Regions from separate parts of the Oryctolagus cuniculus genome. Here region 2 is linked to region 1. Evidence: chromatin contacts called from public Micro-C data. All regions are on one chromosome and are shown on one strand. The core of a region is the stretch at or near the end of the contact, and the rest is flanking DNA. Distances in the headings are between cores, read along the strand shown.

Region 1 (6,515 bases), core at 1,729-4,228:
CACATCTGTTCTTTCCCAAAATCCCCGGGTGAAGCTGGAGTGTGCAGCAGTCATTCTGATGAAATGGTGGAACAGACCCAAGGGAGCTTCCCACTCATGGTGCCAGCGACTGCCGATCCCAACACAGGAGACAACCAAGGAAATGGGTACAATGTGGTGCCACGTGTCACTTGTGTTCTGATTGCAAGGAACATGAAACCTGACTCAAGGGAGCTTAGTGAATCCTTCTGGGGACTTTGTAGTTCATCATGGCGACTCAGAGGCCAGCTAAATGGCATCGCCAGGAACCCAGGCTCTGCGCTGTCTATAAGGATCTTGTGTCTTCAGCACTATATACTCCCCTCGGAGTTACAAGATAGTGGCCACAATGGGTAACTCACACATCAGGCAGAAAAGAGATTCTCTTTCTGGCTGAGGAATAGGCAGATGGCCAAATCAGAGCCCATGCGAGCTTCGTTGGGAAAGTGAAACAGAAGCAAGCACCCACCCCCAGCCCTCTCTACACACACACCCACAAATGGATGTAACCATGCAGGCTGCTGGCAGCCACCTTGTCACCATGTGGTCAGTGCATATCTGAGAATGACCCAGCTGTTCCAATGACAGTTGTACCAAGCAAGAGACAGGGTAGACCCCATGAATGTCATCTCAAAGCCACATGTGCTTCAGGACTCAAGTTCCCTTAGACAATAAATCCATACTCGGCCAGGCTTTCTGTCACTTGCAACCCTGAGGCCTAATTTGCTAACCCTAGACTCCATTTTTTTCACTCTTAAAAAAAGTATTACTGGTTGAGGAGCTGGCATTGCAGTGTAACAGTAAAACCTGCATCCCATAGGGGCGCCAGTTCAAGTCCCAGCTGCTCCATGTCCGATCCAGCTCCCTGCTGGTGGCCATGGAGAAGTAGCAAAGGTGGCCAAAATGTTGGGGCCCCTGCACCCACCCACATGGAAGATCTGGATGAAGCTCCTGGCTTTGGCCTTGCCTAGCCCTGGCCGTTGTGGCCATCTGGGAAGTGAAGCAACAGATGCCTCTCTCTTTGTCTCTCCCCCTCTCTGTAACTCTGCCTTTCAAATAAATAAATATTTTTTTAAAAATATATAAATAAGGGGGCCGGCACTGTGGCTCACTTGGTTAATCCTTTGCCTGCGGCGCCAGCATCCCATATGGGCGCCGGGTTCTAGTCCCAGCTGCTCCTCTTCCAGTCCAGCTCTCTGCTGTGGCCCGGGAGGGCAGTGGAGGATGGCCCAAGTGCTTGGGCTCCTGCACCGTCATGGGAGACCAGGAAGAAACACCTGGCTCCTGGCTTCAGATCAGCGCAGGACCAGCCATAGTGGCCATTTGGGGAGTAAACCAACGGAAGGAAGACCTTTCTCTCTGTCTCTCACTGTTTATAACTCTACCTGTAAAAATATATATTATAAATAAATATATATGTATGTATGTATAGGGGCTGGCCCTGTGGCATAGCTGGTAAAGCCTCGGCCTGCAGTGCCAGCATCCCATATGGGCACTGGTTCAAGTCCTGGCTTCTCTTCTTCTGATCCAGGTCTTTGCTATGGCCTGAGAAAGCAGTAGAAGACGGCCCAAGTCCTTGGCCCCTGCACCCACGTGGAAGGCCCAGAGGAAGCTCCTGGCTCTTGGCTTCGGATCCGCACAGCTCTGGCCATTGCAGCCATTTGCATAGTGAACCAGTGGATGGAAGACTCCTTTCTCTCTCTGTCTCTACCTCTCTAACTCTGTCTTTCAAGTAAATAAAGTAAAAAAAAAAAAATTAAATACGTAAATAAAACCATCACAGGTTGGGACATTCCACAATATTCCTGCCAGTACGCTCTATGGCGATGGAGGTCGTGGTAAACAAGCAGGACCGAGAAGCGGTGACCAACGGGAGGAGCGCACAGCTGAATGTGCTGGGGTGTCCTGGGCTGGCTCTCAGGGGCAAAACTGGTGAACTCCAAGGAAAAGTCAGCAGCCGAGTTAGTGGCGATGCATCTGTGTTAGTTTCTCAGCTTCGGCCACTGCATTCTCTGTGTGTGTGCCACGTGTCTGAGAGGCTGGGTGAAGAATAACACGGGGGAGGCTGCCTATCTTTGCAACTGTTCTGTGAATCTAAACAAGAAGCTAAGTGCAACGAGGCGGAGGGACTTGCCCACAGTACCCGGCAAAGCAAGTGGGAGCCGAGCCTGGAGCCCTGTTCCTATCACCTGGATGCTGGATGAACTCCTAGCCCGGGCAGCCAGAGCAGGGCTCTGACTCTGTTCCCATGGAAACGGCTGCCCTGTAAACACCCTTCTCCCTTGCTGCTCACCCTGCTGGCTCCAGACTGTTACATTTCAAAGTCCATTTTTCACGATGATAAATTACCCAACTACTGCAGTCCAAGAATGAGCTGTAACATCAGGCAAAAGGAATTTGTACTCGAAGTTTGCACTAGCACATGGTCAATGCATTAACTTTCACCATAAACAGAAATCTCATGTTCGGGTGCCTGCCAGTCCCAGCCACATCAAGCATTTCTGAAAGGCAAGATGCGAAAAGGGTCCGTGCAGAATAAATCCGAGCCACGGTGTTTTTGAAGACAGGTTTTAAAGCGGGGGGAGGGGAGGAGGTATCCCTCAAATAACTTAGGAGGGCGTGAACATGACGCACTCTGGAAAAAACTGTTAGATGACTCAAAAAGTGGTTCTCGTGATGACAGATCCTGATGGCAAAACCTCATTTGCGAAGTTTGGATGAAATACGTTTCATAAAATGTGCAGGAAAACTCAGAATCCTCCCCGGTCATACATGAGTAAGCTCCTCTGTCATCGTGAGTCCCTTCCAGTCTGATCAGAGTTTAATAACATAGCTTCAGGGGGAGGCGATGTTCCCTAGTGGAGTGCGGGGCAGACTCCTCTCTCTGCCTGCTTCCCCCAAGTCCACGCCGATCCGACCCTCCAGGACCCCCCGAGACCACTGTGTCACCCACACCCTGAGCTGGCCCCTGAGCCGGGCACAGGGTCAGCCACAAGTGTCAGTGCCCTCCGTCGCTTCCTTGTCCCCACCCAGCAATTACTCCCCGTGCATCCTGGGAGCCCTGGCCCCAGGCGGCGCCCAGGCATCCTGCTGGCTGCTGTTCACAGAGCGTCAGAACCCAGGGGATGCCAGGCACACACGGGTCCAGATCTGCTCATCAACACCCTTCCCTGTAATTGCCACTGGCTACTGGAACGATCTGGTCAGACTCGTGACAGTGCTTCCCCTTCCTGGGGACACACAGGTGGCTGGGCAGCCCGGCTTGGATGACACAGGGAAAGGCCACAGTTTCTCCTGTTGGCTGCACTGCCCGTCATGAGCTCATGGTTACAAGATAAAAAATGATCTTGACAGCCACCAATAATGAGCCCCCAAATTACAGAATGTAATCTAGAAGGAATGCAGGCAGTGCCCTACAGTTAGCTTCCCAAAAGTGCCCTGGGGGGGCCCAGGAGGCCACAGGGGAGGGTGGCGAGAGCGGAGGCCAGGCCCTTGGTTGGGGTGGGGCAGTCCAGCTGGCCACGCTGGGGCAGATGGTGGCTCCACTGCACTGCCATTCTCTCGTCTGCAAAACGACCGACTCCAATGGGACAACCTTCCCCGTCCTTCCCAGATTTAACACAAGGCTTTGCCCGCACTGAGTTCCCCCTCCTCACGGCACACTATCAGACTGCTGGCACCAGTTCTAGGTTTCCCAAGAATACGCAACACAGTGGGAAAGTGCGCGTCACATCAGGTTACATTAAAATAAAAAATAGCAGAAAATTAAGTATAGATTATGATGCAAGCATCGCAGAATGAAGAAAGTGCCATGGAGAGAAAAAAGAACAGCAGAAACACAGCAAGTAACAGCAGTGCTTATCATAAGTGGCTAATTTTTTATTACTTGAAGCATTTAAAATTGTATTATTTTAATTTATATTACTCATAGCACTTAAGATTGCATTTGTCTTTATTTAATTTCATTAAAAGACATTGCTATTATTCAAAGCACTTAAGATTGTATTTGTTTTTATTTAATTTCATTTTGAAAAATCTTGCTATTATTCAAAGCATTTAAAATTGCATTTGCTATTAAAACCCAGCAAATGCTCCATAAACATTCCAATAACACACAAGTAGAAGCCGGCGCCGCGGCTCACTAGGCTAATCCTCTGCCTGCGGTGCTAGCACACTGGGTTCTGGTCCCGGTCAGGGCGCCGGATTCTGTCCCGGTTGCCCCTCTTCCAGGCCAGCTCTCTGCTGTGGCCAGGGAATGCAGTGGGGGATGGCCCAAGTGCTTGCCCTGCACCCCATGGGAGACCAGGATAAGTACCTGGCTCCTGCCATCAGATCAGCACGGTGCGCCAGCCGCAGCGGCCATTGGAGGGTGAACCAAAGGTAAAGGAAGACCTTTCTCTCTGTCTGTCTCTCTCACTGTCCACTCTGCCTGTCAAACACACACACACATACACACACACACAAGTAGAAAGAGGAAAAATTGAAGTTTCTCTTCTCTCCTTTCCAGGGCTGCTCCCTTCACATCCTGCGATAAATCAGACTTGAGCAGGTTTGAAGTTAGTTGTTCTAGAAGCCTCTTCTGTTTCAGGTAGTCCACAGAGAGAAAGCTCCAGTTGGTATAGTTGGCTCTTATTTTCTTTATTGGAATTTAGTGACTTTCCCACATTACCTGTAATAAAAATGTAATTTTGGGGGCTGGCACTGTGGTGTAGTAGGTTAATCCTCTGCCTGCGGCACTGCATCCCATATAGGTGCCAGTTCTAGTCCCGGCAGCTCCACTTCCCATCCAGCTCTCTGCTGTGTCGTGGGAAAGCAGTAGAAGATGGCCCAAGTGCTTGGGGCCCTGCACCCACGTGGGAGACCTGGAAGAAGCTCCTGGCTTCAGATCAGCTCAGCTCTGGCCATTGCAGGCAATTGGGGTGTGAACCAACAGATGGAAGATCTTTCTCTCGCTCGCTCTCTCTCCCTCTCACTTTCTGTAACTCTACCTCTCAAATAAATTAAAAAAAAATCTTTTTTAAAAAATGTTATTTTTCTAGTAATGAAATAAAAGGTACCATTTCTACGAGGCTCTTTTCTCATGAAGCAGAACTGAGAGGTATAAGGAGCCCCCCTAGATGGAACTGCCAGATGTGTGGGCAGGTGCAGGTGAGCTCTGTAGCCTGGCTTCTTCAGAGGGAACCCGCCAGAGAGGAAAAGCCTGGCTGGCTGTGGCATCCAGGATGCTGGGTGTGTGAGACCAGCCCTTCCAGGCTTGCCTGGGGCAGGGGCTGGTGGAGGGAGATCAAAGGATAGATGACTTTGCCAAGGTGGGCAAAGCAGTGGCTAAGAAGCCCCCAGACCAGGAAGAGAGACCAGTGAAGAGAAGACAATGGGACCTGCATCACCAGGAAGCACCGTCTCTAAAAATACCCAGAGACTCGCAGGCAACGAGTGCAGCCGTGAAGACACCCCTTGGGACCCTGCATGCTGGGTTCCAGGCTCAGGTCCGCTCCTGAGGCCAGCTGCCTGACAACGCACACTCTGGGGGCAGCCCATGGTGCACGGGGGGCTGGGTCCCAACCACGCACGGGGAGGCCCAGACTCAGGTTCAGGCTCCCAGCTTCCGCCTGGCCCAGTCCTAGTTCTTGCAGACACGTGGGGAGCGAGCCAGCAGTTTGCAGCTCTCTCTCTCCTCTCTCTCTTTCAAATACATGCATACATATATAAACAAATATTTTTTAAAAACCATTTCTTTTTCCAAAAATGAAACAGCCACATTTTCCTCTCCTAACTTTCCTGTGCATTGCTAGTGCCTAGATTTTGGTTCCTAAAAATAAAGAAAAAACAGGTAGGGTCTGCGTGTTTTCTGGGCTGAACAACGAGCCAGCCCCGAGGGCTCTCATGGACCGAGTGTGACACTCTGAGCATCCGATGAGGACTGTTGTGCACAGCTGATGGAAGCAGCCTGGGTGTGTGAAATCCCAGAGCACAGTAGCAGCAGGGAAAGGGGAGTATGGGGAGTATTAATATAGAGAGTATGAAGATAGAGAGTATGAATATAGAGTATAGAGGGTATTAATATAGAGAGTATAGAGTATAAATAAAGCAGCTGAAATAGAAAGCATGCGATATCATAGATTTAATTTTTCATTATTTTAGCAGGTGTGGAAGAGAAAGTGTGTGTTGTAGGTGTGTATACCCACACACTCATCTGCACATGCATATGTATACACATTCACACACACGTAGGGTTTTTTTTGTTTTTTTTTCTATTAAACAGATGTTTATAAAGTAAGGATATTACTTCAAGTATAAATTTTTTTAAGATTTATATTTTATTCCCTGTGGGTTTTCTTTTCTAAAAAGATTTGTGTATTTATTTGAAAGGCAGTTACAGAGAGAGAGAAAGAGAGAGGGAGAGAGAGATCTTCTATTTGCTGGTTTACTTTGTGAACGGCCACAGTGGTTGGGGCTGCACTTCATCTGGGTCTCCCATGTGGGAGGCAGGGGCCCAA
Region 2 (6,515 bases), core at 2,763-5,262, 78 kb after region 1:
TCTGCTCTAGTTGAATGTTCTCCAGATGTCAGCCTGGTGAAGCCACTTCACAGGCCTCAGCACTCAGCTTGAGAGACACCTCCTCCAGGAAGCCTGCCACGACTGTCTGCCTGTGTCCATTCTCACTTCCTCAAGGTAGCTGGCTTCACTCTGTAGTGAGAGTGAGAGCCTCTTGCCTCTCTCTGCCCTGTACCCAGAGACCTGTGGGCCCTCAAAGGATGGAGGCCCCGTTCGACTCCTAGGCACTGGCCAGAGTAGTTGGTGGGGAAATCTCTGTTGATGATTGTGTAAAATACGCCACAGAGCGGACGCAGGGAAGGGAGAATGTGCGAGGGAATGCCAAGTGCTTTCCATAGAAAGCTGCTTCTGCTAAGGATGGTGTCTCTTTCAAGACCTTGTGAGGGCCTGGCAGAGGCTGAAGTGAGAGGAAACACAATGGGAGGAGTCTGGGAGACACCTGTCTCAGGATGCAACTCTGCCCCAGACATCTCTCCCCAACCTCAACCCCAGCTCCAGGCCCCAGACCCACCCGGGAGCCTGAGCGGAGCGGGCCCCCGCAGCTGGGATGAGGCTCACTAGGGGGCACTCTTCCGTCACACTGGTCCTGCCTGTCCCCCACCCCACAAGCTCCCCTGTCCCCCAGGCACTTTCCTGCAAGAACAAACCCAGGGGCCAAACCCAAGTTCCCTGTAACCTCTTGCCAAGAGCAGAGGGTCTCTCCAGGCAGCAAGGGCCCATCCACACTGTCAGTGCCCGCTCAGGACAAGACAGCTTTGCGAAAGTCGCTGTTTCTAAATGATCTGCCTTGACTTGCTGGCCAAATGGCGCCAGCTCTGAGATGCCCACGTCTGCCTCCTCCCTCAGTCTGATGGTTGCCAGACCAGCATGAACTGAAGGGTGCAGTCCTGTAGCTTGTCCACGTCTTGCATGCAGAACTGGGATTTGCGGATGCGCTGGGCAGTGACAGGGCGCAGAGAAGGGAGACAAAATGAGAGCTTCCCTGCCCATCGTGTGACCCATCCCTATTTGCAAGACTCGTCCCAGCCCTCAACCTGCAGGAACCCCGGAAGCAAAGGGCCCTGGAGGAAGGCCAGGGGCTCCAGGGGTGTGTGCTGTTTGGAAAGGCAAGGCTCCTGCAGTTGCTCCAATTTCACAGGATTTATGGACAAAGGCAACTTGTGCCTTGTGGAGACTCCAAGCCAGCATGCCTGGGAGGGAAAGAGAGACAGGCAGCAGAAGGGGGAGAGCTTGGAGATAGAACCCAGAGGCTGGGCAAGGGGCAGAGGTTTGCAAAAGGACCAAGCGCAAACGACTCTGGCTCGTAACTTCTACCCCAAGATGCAGGCTCTGCCCGTGATGCGCTTCCTGCCCCAGATTCTCGTAGGCCTCCAGTTCCCATAACCTGTCAGAGGGAGTGTCCCCGAGGCTGGCAGGGGGAGTTTCACAACTTGCCGCCTTCCTTTGATGTTGCCAGCAGGGTGGCCCCGGGGGTCCCTCCTCCACCAGCCAACCATTTGGGAAGGGAGGAGCTCATTCCCTTCCTAGCTCCACGGGAGGAGCTGCTGGGGTCCCACTCAGACCCTGCCTGCATGTTCCTGCCCAGCGTGTGAGATGCAGGCACACAGCCAGATCCAGGCGAAGAAGGGAGGGAGGGATGGGTGCCCGGATTCCTGGCTAAGCCCCGTCCACACCTACGATGCAGCCACACCCCCGCGGGCTTCACTCTGCCCAGCCAAGGCCTCAAGCCTGGCTTACTCTGAGAACTGGGTCACCTCCGCACCTTTCCCAGGCAAGATCCCAGACCCAGCCAGCCGCACGGTCACCTGGGATGAATCATTCCCTGAGGGGGAGGGAGACAGCAGTGGCAGGAAGAATGCACTGGCTCACTCTTCCCCAGTTGGCCATGAGAATTTACATGCAAACAGATTGGCCAGCCCAGGGGTCGCCTGTGCACACCTGCCGCTGCACAGCTGAGCTGTGGTCACCTCTCACTCAACTCTGCGGGGTGTTCTGCCCACTCAGGCAGCATAGGCCCCCAGCCTAGCCCTGCCTGGGAGGCCCTGACACCCACCCTTCTTGAGAGAGGAGGAGAAGAGAAGAAAAGTGTGTGGAAATTTCCCTATCCAGGGTTTGGGACCCCTCTGTCCCTCTGTGGTGCAGAGGCGAACAGCTGGGTTTACAATAGCCTTGCCCACTCCAAGATGTAACCGCCTTGAACCAGCTGGCTCCTTTTTGTCAGCATATCGAGTCAGTACCCCTGGGGCTGGCGCTGTGGCATAGAAGGTTAAGCCTCTACCTGCAGGGTTAGCATCCCATATGGACGCTGGTTCAAGTCCTGGATTCTCCACTTCTGATCCAGCTCCATGCTAATGTGCCTGGGAAAGCCACGGAAGATGGCCTGAGTGCTTGGGCCCCTGCACCCACATGGGAGACCCAGAAGAAGCTCCTGGTTCCCGGCTTTGGGTTGGCCCAGCTCTGGCTGTTGCAGCCATTTGGGGAGTGAATCAGTGGATGGAAGATCTCTCTTTCTCTCTCTCTTTCCTTCTCTCTCCATATCTCTGCCTTTCCAATAAACAAATAAATGTATTGCCCTCAATGCCCCTGCAATACAGGACTGTCCCATGTGGTCTTTCCCCTGATTTTGCAACCCCAGGGTACACCTGCCCACACCCAACTCATACCCGCACCAAGTGTTTCCAAGAACGTTGTCCATAAGGCCAGGCCACCTGGGGGCCTCTTCCCTCTCTTACTCCTTTTCTAAAATACCTACCTATTGTATTCAGATTGGGCAGAGGCATATTGGCCACAGCTTCTCTTGCTGAGGTAACCCTGGGAGGGCCAACTATCCCATAGCTTGTCACAAGAAAACCCGTTCTTCACGTATTTCAGATCCAATCCTATTTGGAATGCAATATTCAGCTTCCAGGTAAACTATGCACACACACACACACACAGAGAGACAATGGGAGGGGGTGTTATTAAAAATTAACCCTGTCCCTGACTACTGAGCTTGAGTTTCCTTGTGCCTGCTTCCCTCTGGGGAAACCTGGGAATTGCAACTCTATGCTGAAGGGCCCTCAAGGGGAGTGGAGGGTTTTAGTGTTGGGAGTCCCCCCACTAGGCCAGGGCCCCAGAACGACACAGAACTTGGGGGACAGGAGGCAGGGGTGTTGGAGGTTTTGATTTCCACAGTCACGGCCACCTGGAGCCCCAGAGGTGGGTATGGGGAGGGCCCTTGGCAGGCAGGGGTGTGGGGGAGGTGAAGAGGAGACTGGAACAGGACAGGGCAGGTGGACATTGGAGGGCACCTGTGTGGGTCTGCGTGGGACCCACGATTCTGGTGGCAGAAGTGCTCAGAGGTTGTGATAGCAGAACTGCCTCAGAGGGCGACAGGCGGGACCAAGCCACCAGCGGATGGTTGCCTGCCGCCAGCTCTCGTGGAGGGGCGCCGGCCACCACCTGGACGACAGACAGTGGAGCACCTGGCGGCCATGAGTCACTGGGGGGGGGGGGGGTTCAAATTAACCAGATTTTTCAGCGCGGATACACACTTCCTGTGGAGGCAGGTTCTCAAGGCGCGGGCGAAGATGTTTGTAAACAATAAAAGTGCAATTCAGAGGTTGCCGCTGGGGGTGAGAACAGCGAGGCTTAGGAAGAGGCTGGGCGGCTGGAAGAACCGTCCTGTCTTGGCCTGGCCACTGCTCTCCCTGTCCCCGCCGTACATGCCCCCTCCGAAGCCACCCCCGGAACGCGCCGCGGGCGAGTTGAAGGACGAAGGGCGACAGCAAGGCAGGAACTGGGTGCCCGAGCGGTGTGAAATCGTGCCCGGCAGCTCTGACGGCCAAGCGCGCGGAGGGGGCCGTGCGCGGCCGGGGAGCGGAGCTCCGGGGCCGGCCCCGCGCCCAGCCCTCAGCGCCGCCTCCCCGGAGGAAGGCGGGGGCCGGAGGAGGGAGCCGCAGGAGGCGGAGGGCGGAGGAGGGCGGCGCGCTGAGAGGTTATTTGTGGTTCGCTTTGATCCCGAGGGGGAACCTGAAACTCTCACATTCCTGGCATAGCAGCCGCCTCCAGCGCGGGCCGACCCTGAGGCTGCGCGCTGCGGCCGGAGCGGCCAGAGCGTCGGCGCCACCGCCGAGTGCACACCTCCGCCGCGAGCCGGGCCGAGCCGAGCGGGGCCGGGTCGTCGGATCGGACTGCGCCAGGCGCCCGCGGGCCGCAGCGGTAAGGAAGGCCGCTTGGCGCTCGGGCCAGCGCGCCAGGCCGACCGCCACGCTCCCGGGCCGAGGCCCGAGGTCCCGCGCAGCCCGGCCTTTTCCGGGAGCGGAGCGTCCTCGGGGCGCAGCGCACCCTTTCCAGCCCGCCCCAGTGCCGGGTTAGGGCCCCTCCTGGAGCCGCGCTGTGCACCCTGGGGGGGACTCTTAAAGGCGTGCAGGTGCCCGGGCTGGGGGAGGGGGCCGATGACGGGGAGAACTGGGTCGGTGTTTGGGGTGGCGGGGTCGGACTAGGCGGGACGCGGGACTTGGCCGCAGGCGCCGCTCGGAGTTCCAGTTGCAGGGCCTTGGGGGCTGGCTTGGTTAGGTGGGGGCTACAGGTGTCTTTGACCCCTTCTTCCCCCGGCAGCCCAAGAATTCCTCTTTGTCTTCCTTGGAAAATCCTCTCTGGAGCCACGAACTGGCTCTCACTTAGAAAGAATGCAGCCTGCTGTCCAGCCCGGTGACGTCAGCGCTGGAGTATTTGGAAAACAAAGAGGGCTCGGGAGGGAGGAGGGGGCGGGTCCGCGACGCTTAAAGACCTCTCCCCTGGTCCCCCCCACCCCCCCACCGCCGGGTTCCCAGAAGGCCGCGGCCGGGAGCCCCGGCAGCCCCGGGCCGGTGCGACGTGACTTTAAGACGCCGTAGCTTTGGCTTCTCGGGCGATGCGCGCTTGGAAAGGCAGCTTTCAGGGAGCGAGGAGGCGCGCGGGCGCAGCCGGGGTGGGGAGAGCCGATCTCAGCGGCGCGGTCCTTAGGGGCCTGAAAGGATGCTCGAGTGAGGGGCGATGCCCCTATTCTAGCTCCGCGCCGGGACAGGCGCACCGTTGGCGCGCCTGGAATCTGTGGCGAAAGCTCTGCCTGCCTCCTCGCCGCGGGGGGGCCGCCTCGGCGGAGTCCGCCCAGACGGTGATTAACTTAGGGAATGTCCGCAGCTGAGCTGCTGGCGAAGTGACTCCCAGCGGCTGCTTTTGCCCCTGGGGTTGAGTGCCTGGGAGGCTGGGCACCGAGGTGTCCACCCGGCGCACCCCCACTCGCAGCTCTGGGCAGCTGGAGGCCAGGGGTTGGGGGAGTGGATCAGGAAAGGCTGCTCTCCCGCGGTGTCGAGCCCCAGCCGAGGCAGGGCCCCGGGACTTGGGTCTGTGGCCGAAGACGGGGCTGCATTGCAGCCCTCTCCACACGAGCAGGACCTGTGGCAGTGAGTGTTTGGTTTGGCATTCCCTGAATCCCAGTTTGGAGGTTTGTGTTGGAGGAGGCCGTGGAAAGGAGGCTGGGTGAGGGAGGTGGGCCGCCTTCCAGGCCGGGAGCCGCTCCCTGGGAGCCCAGGCTTACAACAAGGGAGCACCTTCTTTGGACCTTGTTCACCCTTGAGGCTCACAGCCCGCAGTCTCAGCTGCCTACAACCAAGAACCTCCTCCTTGCTCCCTTCCGCCTCCAGGCAGTGGGTGTAACAGGTGGACAAGGATGCTGTGCGCCTATCTGAGAACAAGCAGAGGCTTTTCCAAGTGGGGAGTGGAGGGTGCAGGGCTGGCTGATCCTGAAATCATAGCTGCCATGCCATCCTTTCCCGGCTCTCTCACACAGGGACCAGGCGACCCACCACTAACCTGGCTAAGCACCACCTTTCTTCCGTCCCACCTTATGAAACCCTTGTCTTCAGGCAGGCTTTCTTTTCTCATCCCCTCCTTCACCAGCTCGGGTGCAATTTCTCCTTCTTCCTGTTCACCTTGCGGAATACCGGCCAAGGGCATCCTGTGCCTGGGAGCTCCAGTTCTGTTCTCGGAGCAGCCCTTGGTGAAGCAGAGCTGGGTTGGGGGTGGGGGCGTTGGGGGTGTGTATGTCTGTGCTCCAGGAGCTCAGGGAGAGGGAGAGGAGTGGATGGGGGGCTCGGTGCTGAGGGTGGTAGGTTGAATGCCCAGCCCGGGCTGGGCTCAGGCCTGCTGCACTGGGCATTGACTGCCGAGGGCTTCTGCCGGCCTGCTGTCATCGGCAGCAGCCGGGGCCCTGCCTCCTTCTGCATGGGTCACTTAGATCTCAACTAGGGTGCCCTGCAGTGGCTCATCAGGCTGTTGGATGGGTGGCCTGCTGCCAGGGACCATGGTTCCTGGCCTTAGTTTACTATTGTCTTTCTTTAGGCATAGTAAGTCTCCATGAGAAACATTATAATGGTAGCTGTTTGCAAAGGCTCTGTGGGGAGCCAGGAGCTCCACAGTCCTTGTCCCTTTACTTCCCAGCTCCATGAGGCATTTTCCTGGTGGTTAGGTAACTT

The links. A called contact is a pair of places that touch in the nucleus more often than the background predicts.
Region 2: a contact with region 1 is called in a Micro-C map of ear pinna, with 2.9 times the contacts expected there. The contact joins the promoter of AMOTL2 here to the enhancer-like site in region 1. A contact is called at or near these places in 4 of 6 Hi-C or Micro-C datasets (ear pinna, psoas muscle, skin fibroblasts and 1 more).

What each region holds. Positions count from the first base shown.
Region 1 is chr4:146,981,238-146,987,752 of mOryCun1.1, forward strand. No RefSeq gene overlaps it. Among named protein-coding and RNA genes, the nearest start is that of CEP63, 24 kb to the left of the region's middle. Within about 2 kb of position 2,979, at least 4 of the 8 cell types and tissues checked have an H3K27ac peak or open chromatin away from gene starts, as enhancers often do. A contact at or near this core is called in ear pinna, where this site is marked.
Region 2 is chr4:147,058,251-147,064,765 of mOryCun1.1, forward strand. AMOTL2 (angiomotin like 2) reads left to right here and starts at 4,013. Exons shown (of 10, transcript XM_051818603.2): 1 at 4,013-4,218.